2 separate regions of the Sus scrofa genome follow, and region 1 is linked to region 2. Evidence: chromatin contacts called from public HiChIP or PLAC-seq data. All regions are on one chromosome and are shown on one strand. The core of a region is the stretch at or near the end of the contact, and the rest is flanking DNA. Distances in the headings are between cores, read along the strand shown.

What was found. HiChIP or PLAC-seq counts read pairs in DNA pulled down with a chosen protein or histone mark.
Region 1: a contact with region 2 is called in an H3K27ac HiChIP or PLAC-seq map of skeletal muscle, with 7 times the contacts expected there. The contact joins the enhancer-like site here to the promoter of TTN in region 2. A contact is called at or near these places in 1 of 5 promoter capture datasets (liver), 8 of 47 Hi-C or Micro-C datasets (embryonic fibroblasts, epiblast stem cells, liver and 2 more) and 1 of 2 datasets of contacts at active chromatin or transcription factors (skeletal muscle).

The regions. Positions count from the first base shown.
Region 1 is chr15:84,619,053-84,622,028 of Sscrofa11.1, reverse strand. All of the region lies in intron 10 of CCDC141 (coiled-coil domain-containing protein 141), which reads left to right. Among named protein-coding and RNA genes, the nearest start is that of TTN, 120 kb to the right of the region's middle. Within about 2 kb of position 1,493, at least 1 of the 83 cell types and tissues checked has an H3K27ac peak or open chromatin away from gene starts, as enhancers often do. A contact at or near this core is called in skeletal muscle, where this site is marked.
Region 2 is chr15:84,499,669-84,502,653 of Sscrofa11.1, reverse strand. It overlaps TTN (titin), which reads left to right and starts at 1,334. Exons shown (of 321, transcript XM_021075901.1): 1 at 1,334-1,634.

The DNA of each region.
Region 1 (2,976 bases), core at 244-2,743, 120 kb before region 2:
TTATTAGTGTACAGAAGAGCAACAGACTTGCGTGTGTTAATTTTGTATCCTGCAACTTTATTGAATGCTACTGATGCTTTTTGTAACCAGATTCAAGCGGAGATTGAGCCATGTAATTCAAGAACCTAAGATCCTCCCTTTTCATTTTAAAGTTATCTACTGTGTTTAGTGATCCTATTTGCTAAATCACTTAGTAACAAATACAAATATAGCTTGTCAGCACTGGATGAGAGCTGACTGGAGAAAAGTTTCTCTAATTACCAGATGTTGCTAAGAGTTATGAGTACCTGGCCTGAAATAGGAACATAACACCTATTATAATAATTCATCTTGATCTCCTCAAATTTTCATCTTTCATGATTATAGATGATCTTATTTATTATATTTCTAGCATGATGACAAAAAAGAATCTCTAGTTAGCATGTATTGATTACCTGAAAAGTTATTTATCATTGTTTAGGAAATGTGGTTTGAATCAAACAGAGATAAATATATATATTTCAAAAGCAGAACAGTAGGAGCCTCTATTTATATGACAGTGATGATTGAACCTAAAGCTATAAATCATGGCTGATGGGTCACAAAGTTTCACTCCCATGCTTTCCAGTCCCAGGCATATGATTTCATTGGGGATAGTAAGGAGGGGAGACTGAGTCCAAAACCACATGATCTGGTTCTTGGGTGATCAGCCTATAAGCTCAGATGAAGCAAAAGTTGGGGCAGCCAGAAAAACACATCAGAAGCACTTTTAAATGTGCTAATTATCATGGCTTCTAACTGCTTCTGCCATCACCTCTGAAAAGTTGATGTCTTTTAAAAAGATGTTGTTGCTTTTTCAAGATATTTATAGTGATACATACATAAAAGTAAACCTATAGCAGTATTGTTTCAGATGAAAACAAAATAATTAAGCTTTGAGTTTGGTACATTTTTAGAATACACACTATTCTACTTTTTTTCCAAATAGATACATTTTAGCCCAGAGGTGGGCACACTTATAATGGTCCAGTTTCAGGACAGATGGAAAGAAGAAATCTGTCCAAGTAGAGAATCCAAAAAATATTATCCAGAAGGAGTTTGTTGAGGTGATAAAAATGAATTCAAGAAATTAAACTAATTGTCATTAGACATCAAGGAAACTGTAATTACTTTCAGTTGCATAATTTTTAAGCAGCCTGCCCCAGATTTCTTATTTCCAAATCAACTTCCCTTTCTCCTAGAAAAACAGTTTGCTTTACCACCTCCCTTCTTTCACGTTTGCATTCAGTTAATATGTTATATACCCATTGTTGTCATGCATCATGAGTACCTAACTAAAGCAATGAAATATATAATCCTTGCCTTCAAGACCCATCAGCCTAGTTTAGAGGAGAGACAGGGAAACAGAAGTGTTGTGTGCTGTGGGAAAGGTCAAGATGGAGTAATCCTAGAGCGTCAGGGAACACAGAGAAGATATCCCAACCTGACCCGGGGAAAGTGTCAAGCAAGGCTTCTCTAGACGAGGAGACTAGTGAGCTAAATCTGGAAGGTTGCATGGTAGAGTGTCTGTGCCATGTCTGGGGAACCTAAGGTAATTTATTTTGCCAGGAGTGTAGGATGTAAGCTGAGATTGATGAGAGGCAGAAAGTGATAGAGAGGCAGGGGGATCAGGAAGGTGCTAAGGAGCTTCTATTTTGTGTTAAACATGTCCTTATATATGCAGAGGTATTCAGGTCTTGAAAAAGTCATGATGAGACAAGCCTCCTCATATATAAGTAGATGATATCTTAATTTACTCTCCGCCTGTACTCCCCCTCAGAATGGTTTTAAAAGCTTTGCTTTTAGGGCTCAGGGACAGGCTATTTAAACTACATTAAATATTTGATATAAACACAGCTAAATCATTGATAATACAATTATTAAATATCTATCTAAAATAGAAAAATTACCAAAATCAAGGAATACATTTAATGTCTTACATGTCTCATGATAGCCCCCAACTCAGGGGCTTTATTTATTTAATAATTTAATAATTATTATATTTAATAATCTTGTAATCAAGACACTCAATTTTATTGTCACTCACTCATGAGTATCTTTCACAATAAAGTTATTCACCGACATCTAGGGCATAAATGTTTTAATTGGTTTCCCTTCCATGCATAATTTCAGACTGTTTCACCCCTCCATTGGCAATAAATATATTCTTCTTTGCATTACAGATATTTCTGGATAGATTTACTTCCCTTTGCTAAATTAAAATTCCTTCATGGAAAGAAGCATGTCCATTTTACTTTATGTTTACTAGAACACTCAGAACAGTGTCTTCCAGATAGTACATCTCAGTAATTAGAGTGATTGAAAGTGGCGGAATATTAGACACCATGGAGTTTCAAGGCCAACTAACTACACTACATTGTTAGTAAGAGATTCTCTTGATCCAAGGTAATTGGGATGAGATCGTTTTGAAAGAGAGCTGAATTACTTGAATACACAAGGAACACAAAAGTCAAGCTCAGTCTCTGTGCCATATCTGAGAAAGAGATTGGCACTGTAGAAAGAGACTTGTCATCACCCATATCACCTCCTCTGAGAGGTGTCAAGGCAGCATTCGTTGCTTGTTTCTTATTATCCCCATAGTATTTCTCTGGGCTCCCTAGAGGGAGATTATGTCTTAATCATCTTCGGATGCCACCTAGTGTTCTAAACATTTTGTTGGATGAATGAGTAAATGATTGGCCATAGGACAACTCAATTTACATTTTGAGTCTGAGTTTCTCATTTCTAAAATGGTCTAACAATTCCTAGCTACTTCAGGGAATATTCAGTAATGCAAGTCCTTAAAATTGGTGATAAATGTCCAAAATCTTTTCAGGGGAGAATTGGGGTGTAAATAAATGAATGGAATTGTGAAATGTTAAGCAAATGTTTAGAAACATTTGCCAGGATGACACTTTTGTAAAATAATATAATGGATTTTGGAGCCAGGCTGCCTGA
Region 2 (2,985 bases), core at 85-2,584:
GACATTTCTAGTCTTGCTTTGCCTTATGACTGGCAGGTTGCCTGGTACATGTCTTTAGTTGGGAATAATTTTTAAGCTCTATAACATGAAACTAGTTTTTTCTGAATAAAGAAATCAAATAAGATTTTGGTAGAGTCTATAGCGGGAAAAGTGATACCACCAATACAGACATCACTGTTTAAGTAAAGAAAAGAAATCATTAAATAAATACATTATCTAGTCTTTGTAGCTGTAGTACATAAGTTGGCCAGTATATTTTAGTTCTGTTTAATGTTAAAAAGTTTATCACAATAGAAATAATTACAAAGTATGAAATAAGAAGTTGGAAAGTCTAATCCATGGCCAAGTTCTTCTGCATCAGGAGATATTTTTATTTCAGACATAAATAAATTTAACTTAAATTTTAAGATTTTAGCCTACTTTATTAAGAAAAATCTCTTTTCATTATCAACCAGACAATTTTCTTCCCTCTTTGTGAAGTTTTACAAATCTCTCAGCTGAACTATTATAAAGCTCTTTTGGTATGCTCTTTTGTATTTGAAACATCTCTTGCTTGAAATTAAATTCAGTCCTAAAATAGCAACTCTATCATCTCCTAACCACTTCCCATTGTAACAGCAAACTCCAGAGATTAGTAAAGCAGCCTTCATGTGCCCAAAAAAGAATCCTATGGATGATTTAAACAATAGACTTGGCTACTCATTAAAAATCAGTGCAGGTATATTTGTAAATATTAAAGCCAAAAAAATGAAATCTGAAAAAAAGAAATCATTATACTCTACAGACTGAATCTAAGCAGAGTTCAGATTTTGTCTTTCAACATTACTTCTTGCAGGGCTGTATAAACACTTAGCTCATTAACATTGGCTTAATTCTCTCTGAACTGCAAGTGGATTCTGGAGAACCCAGAGAGTATAAATGAGCTCCCCTCAATGCTGAGGTTTTTAGGCACTGATTTTCCAAAGAAGGTGAGGTGTTATCCATGAGATAAATTCCTTCATCTGTTGTCTTGATTGACAGTTCCATTTGGTTGGTTGCATGGGGGAAGGGAATAGGAACGAGGCCTGAGGCAGGGCAGAGCCCTCAGGTTTGGGGCTTTTTATATGATTGCCCACAAGTGTCTTCAACTGTCACAAACTCTCCTCAGACCACCGTTTTCAGATTTTAACAGGAGTAGCAAGTGCTCTTCTTTAAGTCTCAACAGTTATTCTTTAAATACGGTTCTATTTCCTTGGGAAAGCCTCTTTTGAGGTGCTAAATTTAGCACTGCCAATCAGAGGAACAGGTGGTATGAGCCACTACCAAATAGGTCTCTCTCCCAGCATGCCTTCCCAGGAGAGCCAATCACCGGGTGCCCAGCTGAAGGATGTGGGGCTGTCAGCAGATCTGGCAAATATAAGGGCAGGGCCCAACCCTGGCTCTTGAGCAGTCGTGCATTCCCAGCCTCGCCTCGGGTGTAGGGATTGCATAGAAAAGCAAAACTACACAGTCCTAACTGTGTAGTTTTGTTTTTAAGTTTAGAGGCTCACCGATTCATGTTGGAGATGGTCGAAAAAACCAACTCTAGATAGGACGTCGTTTCAGAAGTAACCTTGGGCTTAGTCCCACCCTTTTGGGCACTCTTGAGAAATCAGGTGAGCAGCATTTCTTTTTCTTATTCATAGAGTCCCTTCCTTATTAATTTCTAGATCCCAAGTATCTTTCTTTGCTAAATGCCTCCATAGAGAGGATTGTCTAAATACTTAGTGCTAATCCACTATTTGAATCTGCTTGTTCGATTTGGTTTTAAAATATGTGAATTCTTTTATTTAAAAAGCTCAATCTTTTAGCATAGTGGTGCAGTCAGTGATTCAGAGTGTTTAAATGGTGATAGAAATGTTTGCTACTTTTATAGACTTTTTTTTTTTTTTTTTGGTCTGTTGAGAATGTTCAAGGTTATATTACTCAGTGATAAAGTGAGACACACCAAGAATAGCTCTGATAAAATGCATGTGCTATCGGCTACACCCTGATGACTTTTTAAGGGAATCAACTGCTGAGGTATCAGTTGCAGGACAGTGACAGAACACTTGCCTGCTGTCAGTCATCGCTGGAGAGTTTATTTTGGGAACATGACATTTTAGATGCATACCTTCAGACCTAATTAGACAAAGGCCTCTCTAGAGCAAGTGCCAAAGCAACCAAATTTACCTAAAAGATGGGACTAGAAGACCAATTTATGGCAGTTAATTACAATACATTTAGAAATTTTGAAGAAAAAAGGAAAGCTCTATAACTGTTTTCTAAAATACCCAGAATTTTATCATGCACTTTAATTCAACTCAGTCAAATTAGATGAGGTGAGATAAATGGTGATGCTAAGAAGGGTAAGAAATAATGTTTTAGAGGCTTCTTGTTTCAAATTCGACCTTGGTTTCCCATCTTCCTGGAATTAGATTACAAATTCTAAATGCCCACAAATAGATAGGTAAATAAAATATGAATGGTGTAAAAGAATACAGCTATTTTTAGAAGATTCACTACTTTAGAAATAGGAAAAGTTAGACACAAAGTTATTTCTGTGTCCTAAAGATAATATGCTACATTAAGAAGTTCTTGACAACAGTTTCACACAAAAAAAAAACTTTTGGATATTATCTGAATTTTTTAAATGTAAATTTTATTGTCTCAGAGAATTCTAGTTTCATTTTCTTTTTAACTAAGTAAAAAAGTTACAGTAAAGTACAGAATTATCACTAGAAGGATTATTGCTCCATAAAGTTTTAATAAGTAGAGAATTTTATGAAAAATAGTAATGAAGCAATTGACAACTGAGAATCTGCTTTTTATATCAGAATAGTGGTATGGTCACATTATGTAGTAAGGTATTTATGCAATTCTTCACATAATCTAAAACTGATAGGCAAATTATTTTCTTCAACTTAAAGAACCTACCAATTCCATATTCATTTCTTTGATTTTTAATATTTATGCTATGAAAGCATA